Regions from separate parts of the Oryctolagus cuniculus genome. Here region 2 is linked to region 1. The links are chromatin contacts, called in public Hi-C maps. All regions are on one chromosome and are shown on one strand. Each heading gives the region's core, a stretch centred on a gene start, on an enhancer-like site or on the middle of the called end of the contact. The rest is flanking DNA. Distances are from core to core; before and after follow the strand shown.

What was found. A called contact is a pair of places that touch in the nucleus more often than the background predicts.
Region 2: a contact with region 1 is called in a Hi-C map of embryonic fibroblasts, with 2.1 times the contacts expected there. The contact joins the enhancer-like site here to the promoter of CCDC6 in region 1. A contact is called at or near these places in 4 of 6 Hi-C or Micro-C datasets (ear pinna, embryonic fibroblasts, psoas muscle and 1 more).

Annotation. Positions count from the first base shown.
Region 1 is chr15:52,285,636-52,288,768 of mOryCun1.1, reverse strand. It overlaps CCDC6 (coiled-coil domain containing 6), which reads left to right and starts at 1,469. Exons shown (of 12, transcript XM_002718475.5): 1 at 1,469-2,828. The coding sequence starts at 2,514.
Region 2 is chr15:52,407,009-52,410,141 of mOryCun1.1, reverse strand. The region is part of intron 42 of ANK3 (ankyrin 3); the gene reads left to right. Among named protein-coding and RNA genes, the nearest start is that of CCDC6, 120 kb to the right of the region's middle. Within about 2 kb of position 1,696, at least 1 of the 8 cell types and tissues checked has an H3K27ac peak or open chromatin away from gene starts, as enhancers often do.

The DNA of each region.
Region 1 (3,133 bases), core at 220-2,719:
GCTATTACTGAACCAGTGTTGTGATAAATAGTCGGTTTATAAGGGAAATCACTTTTACAAGAAGTACAAAATTAGACACGCTTCTGCTTTGCAATAACAATAAAAACCACAGTGGAAAAAATATTCTCCAATTTATTCCCATCTGTATCAGCAGGAAGCTTTAGAAGATGACTTTCCCCCTAAAGTCTTCTAAACACGATTACTGCGTGCAAGTACCATGTCAAAATGCAGATTTCCTCCAAATCCTATTGAACACCAATACAGTCTTAAGCTTACCATGACGTGGGCCCTTTAAGAAAGCCAGGCGCTTCAAACTCCGCCCCTCTGCTGACTTGAAGCAGGCAAGCTGCTTTTCCAAAGCAGTTGGTTTAGTGATAAAGCTCAGAGAGAGCTAATTTGCCCCCTGCTCTGCCTGGAAGGAATGTTCCTGTTGCAATAAGCTCTAAAAGTGGAAGACTTAAGATAGGATGGAACAATAGTAACTTGTGAAGTATGGAAGCCAGACCCACTCTTAAGAGTCTATCACAGGGCTGAATAAACTGGAAAGAATGCTGTTAAATCGGCTTCCCCTGTGCTACTACTCCCTGCTAACTTTACTCTCCCTTTCTTACCCAGCAAGTGAGTTTTCCAGACACCCTTTCTGACTTAGCCAGCTGCTTGTCTTAGGTAGCAGCCCCTGAAAAGGCAAACTCAGGGTGGACAGACAAGTTTCAGTGGAAATTACACTGGATCCCCCCGTAACAATTTCTTACTTGCTGTTTTGGAAGAGCAGAACCAGGCACTTTGTTTCCCCTTCAATCACCAGCAGCGACTGAGTTCGGAAGTCCTCAGCCTCAAACCAAAGCATACCTAGGAGGACTCTGGGACTTAAAAGCAGTTGACTTTTCAGAGTTGTTTGCTAGGAGCAGCCATCTTGGTAAAAGATGATGTCATTTGGAACACTTGGCAGGTTAGTTTACTCCGAGGTACCAGTTTCCATTAGCTATTGAATAACCGTTTAACCATTAGATTGAATTTAGGTTGAGAGAGAGAGAGAGAGAGAGAGAGAGAGAGGAAATAAAGAAAATCATTAAAGTCATCTCTTTATTCTTACTAACACTTCATAAGTCTTTCCAAAAGTTCAAAGCAGTAAGAAAAATTTTGCACTTAAAAATGTGTTTTTTTTTCCTTTTCTGTTTCCATGTGTTTGTTCTTCCTTTGACTAAGCTTGGATAATAAAATTAGTCTGGTCAGTTTCACTTTCTAATTTTTGTACATAAGTGAAAGCTGTTTTGTGTCAACAGGGTAAAGTGTGTAGAATCATCTCACCTGCTGGACCAATTTTCTGCGAGCCTTTCTTTGGGAGGGGGGAGGAGAAATAAAAATATCTGACTTTTGGATTTTTTTTAATGCCTCAAAGCTAGAACCCTGAATTAGATCACATGAGAGTAATTAGCTTGCTTGATTTCTACCTAAGGTTTGATTTTGTTGTACCTGTGTATTATAATGTTATGTCTGCAGTTACTTTGGAAAATTGGCACTTAAAGAGATGTGTTTCAATCCTTCCACACAATGTTTCTCTTTTATTTTTTGGACTGGACTACTGTTAGTGTCTTAAGCCCATTGTGTGACGTGCTGGAACTGTCTGCAAGATGCAAAGCGAAAAAAAAAAAAAGACTTGCACCTTGCTTAAACAATTGAGCACAGTGTGGTGGGTGAGATTATTAGCGGGCGGTGCGCGTCTCCTGCAAATTCCTTCTTAACAAGGTTAACCTGTAGCTGCTGTTGTTCCACTGCGTTCAGCCTCCTCGCCGAACTTTCTGTGCCCGCAGCTCTATCCAAAGCCGAGCACTTCATTCAGGAAGATCAAACTGCGCGTTTGCGCGAAACAGACAGGGGGAGGCAAGCGCACAGGCAGCCGGCGGAAGATGGGGCCACCGCACGGCCGGGGCTGGATGCCGGAGCCGGGCTGACCTTTCCACGTGTCCCCAGCACCTGCGAGGCGGCCGGCGCATTGGTTTCCATTTTCCCCGGAGCAGGCGCGAGCCCGGAAGAGGTTGGGCGGTCGTGGGCTTAGGTCAGGGGTCTCGGAGGCCCTCCCTCGGAACACGTGCGGCCCGCGAGCCGCCGGTGAAGGGGCCGGCCCGGCCTTCCCGCACCAGCTGGGCCCGCGTATCCCCCGGCCCGCTGGCGGTGGCCCGGCGGCAGCGGCGGCGGGCGGGTCCCTGAGCTCTCGGCACGCTGTGCAAGGGCGGCCTAAGCGAGCGCGACAGGCCCGGCTGGAGCGAGCCCCAGTGCAATACTGCCCGAGCCCGGGCGGGGTCTCTGTTCTCTGGCAGAGGAGGTCCCTTGGCAGCGGGAAGCTCCCTCTCTTTCTCTCGCCGCCGCTCCGAGTCTGCGCCCTGGTGCCAGGCGCCCAGCTCGGCGCTCCCCAGTGCTCGCCCGGCGCCCACTCATTCGCAGCCCAGCCTTCGCCGCCGCCGCCTCCCTGCTCCTCCTCCACCTCCTCCTCCTTTCCCCAGCCCGGCGCGGCCATGGCGGACAGCGCCAGCGAGAGCGACACGGACGGGGCGGGGGGCAACAGCAGCAGCTCGGCCGCCATGCAGTCGTCCTGCTCGTCGACCTCGGGCGGCGGCGGCGGTGGCGGCGGCGGCGGCGGGGGAGGCGGTGGCGGTGGGAAGTCGGGGGGCATTGTCATCTCGCCGTTCCGCCTGGAGGAGCTCACCAACCGCCTGGCCTCGCTGCAGCAGGAGAACAAGGTGCTGAAGATTGAGCTGGAGACCTACAAACTAAAGTGCAAGGCGCTGCAGGAGGAGAACCGCGACTTGCGCAAAGCCAGCGTGACCATCGTGAGTGCCCCCCGGGGGTGCGCCGCAGCGCCGACCTCCGCCCGCCCCCGGACCCGGGCGACCCCCGGCGACCCGCGGCGAGCACATTCCCTGCGGAGACCTGCTGGCCTGGGGGGTGGGGGCGGGGGAGGGAGGTGTCCCTTCGCGGCCACGCGGGTCTGACCCAGCCGGGGGCCCAGGACCCTCGCGGGGTGCGGGGGGCAGAGGGGAGCAGACTCCTGGGGCAGCCACTCAAGGCCGTCTTTCGGCTCTGGGGAGGAGGCCCCTCCGGGGATAGGTCTGGAGGCTGGCGGCATGGCTGGGGG
Region 2 (3,133 bases), core at 447-2,946, 120 kb before region 1:
AGCCAGAGCTGGGTGTGGCACCCAGGTATTCCAGTATAGGGCAGAGGCATCCGAGTTGGCATCTTACTCATTAAGCTAAATGCCCACCCAAGGAGATGGCATTTGAAACAAACAAAGTGTAGAGTGGAGTTAGATATGGGTGACTAAGGAAGGGAATTAGTAGGTGGATACAGATTCGTGAGCAAAGAAAAATAATGGAAAGTAGTGCAGTCAACAGCTGTCTAGATCCTCAGAGGGAGGGCTGTGGACCCACAAAAGTGAAGTCCCTGGGAGTCTGAGAGAACTACGGGTGTCAGGACTGAGCCCTCATCTGCTGAATCAGAATCCCAGGTGATACATAAGCACATTACACTTCACAGGGCACCAGCAGATGCCCCTGGCTCTCAACCTTGGTCAGACACTACAGTATAGATTTTTTTAAAATGTTTACGCTGGGTCCCGTTCCAAGAAATCTGCATAAACCCCTGTGGATGTAGCCCGGACTCCTGGGTCATTTTAAGTCTTCCCAGATCATCCTAATGTAATAATGTTTTCCACGCTAGAACACACAGAGCTTCAGTTGCCAAGCTAAAGATGGGAGATGTTTCTTAACCTACACATTAAGAGCTAAAAAACCGCAGGTATGTCCATGGGCTTGGAAGGGACAGGTCAATTGTGTGGCTAAGTGTACTCCTGATTGGAAGACATGATACAGCAAGTACAATATTAATCTGCAAAATAACCACCATGAAAACCCATTGAAGTAGTCTTTTTCTCTTTTAAAATTTCTATAATAATTTTCTTAATAGTTAAAAAATTAACAGGAAAATGGCAGAAAGCAATGCTTGTCTTCTAAGCTAGTTTCTCCTACCTTGGCTTTGGAAGGTATACAAAACCCAAAAATTCCGAAATGCAAATCTGTCCATCTCCGATTCATTATCTAAGCCCAGGAAGGGGTTAGATTCAAAATTCTCTTCCTGAAATGTTCCTGCCCTCATGCCTGCCCATCAGAGGGCGCCCTCGTCACAGTTTATACACAGTGCAGCTCTTTTATGCAGGGCACTCAGCCACTTAAATCACGGTGCTCGGGCTTTTTGTGCAGTGCAGTATTTGATACAAAGTCTCCGGCTTTTTGTGCAGTGCAATATTTGATACAAAGTCTGGTTCGTGTAGGACCTCCCTGCATCCTGTAAGGCTGAGATCAACACTGCACTACCAAGTTTTATAAGGGGAACTAACTCCCACTTTTAAAATCACACTCACTCAAAAACACGGGGACATAATTCATAGCATTTTTTTTAAGTTACTGAAATGTATCTACTATTTCTAGATAATGTTTGCTTACACTGAGGTAAGAAGAAGGCCTTGCTTCTTGTTACAAAATTCATCTAGGAAGTTGGGTTGGTCTTCAGTAGAGAACAACAAAAAAAATTAAACTAGGTTGTGAATTCCCATCTGTAAATTAACTAAAAATGATCAAACTTTCTAATAAATGGAATAAAGTGTATGTCACACAGTAAAACAGTAGGGGAAAAAGTTTAGAGAAACTTCCTGAGGATCCCCCTAAGAAACAGGGTGGGTGTGCACTGTGGTAACATTATAATGGGAACATCAGAGAAGCCTGGTGCCTACGAGGTTAGGATGAAGGGGTAAAAACAGAGGCGTGAAAATCCTGATCTTACTGCGCTTTGCCTGTCCTCTGGACATGATCTGCCCAATGAGTCACTTTCCTTCTCGGGACGATGGGAGCCATGGGGGAGGGAGGTGCTGAAACCACCCAGAAGGAATTGATACTTTGATGTTCTTGGCTGCAAGCGTTAGTGACCTGGGATCTGAAGGTCAACAGCACTTTTAATACAAAAAAAAAAAAGGCAAGTCTCGGGCTCTATAAGGCAGACAGGAAGTGCGGCACTGACATTTTGCACAGGCCAGAGTGTCTCAGGGGATCCTTATGAAGACAGAGCAACGTGTCCAGGATAAGCCCAACAACCGCAGGCGACCGAGAACACTCTAGGTCCCCAAGTGAAGCCTAATTCTCAGGTTCTTCTAGGTTTGCAGAAATGCGTTGTTGCTTGTACATGAGTGGACAGGATTATTCCTACAGGACAGCATGCCTCAGGATTTCTAGAGGGGCTGTGTCTTATTCTCAGACAGGCGTTCAGTTCCATCGGCTCTTCACGGTGACTGGGAAAGCAGGACTCCATGTGAGAGGATCTATGTTCCGTGGAGAAGGAATTCACATAAGAACAATGCTGAACAAAAGTTTGAAAACCTTTGCTAAAGAATGTTGATTTATTTTGACATATTCAGCCTGGCCATCAAACACTGATGCTTTATATAGGAACTGTCCAGTAAGATAAGACATTCTCAGTAAAACCTCCATTAAAAAAAAAAAAAAAAAGCTAAATTAAATGATCCCACCATGACTGATGTGGACAGGAGAAGAAAGCTGTTCTTTGCAGTGCTTAAAGTTTTTAATAAAAACACTTTTAAATTATTTTATTCATGATGGAGGAAACACAGACCAGACAGAGCGCCCATTCACTGGTGCGTTCCCCAGATGCCTGCAGCTGCTGGGGCTCAGCCGGGCCAGGCCAAGGCCAGGAACTGGTTAACACAATCTAGGTCTCCCACGTGGCTGTCAGGAACCCAACTCATCACCATCACCTCCCCAGGCGCACAGTGACAGGAAGCTGGAGGGAGGAACCAGAGCAAGAGATGAAACCCAGGCACGCCGAGAAGGGATGCAGGCATCTCATCTGCTGTGCGGAACAATGGCCCCACCAGCTAGGCTTTGATGTTAAATTACATCTGGAGAAGCCATTCCATAGAAATTAAGTAATGGCGCTGTTCTTTTTGCAGAGATTAGCTGGATTTTTACAGCGGCATGGGGGAGGGGTCAGGGACTTATAAAACGTTCAGAAACAACTGAGATGCCCTACAAGGTGGGGGAGGGGATGTCTGGTCCACCCAATAAGGCCCAGGAAAGCATCTGGTCTGGCCCTGCCAAGGCAGCTGCAGGCAGGACTCGAAGTCCAGTGCATCCATAGCAGGCTAATTTTGAAGTTGGTAAGTTTGCATGGCCTGCAAATGGTGTTATAAATATGCAGATGGTCCTTCCTCAGCCCTGCGCTGACTCTATCCCTGGCCTTTT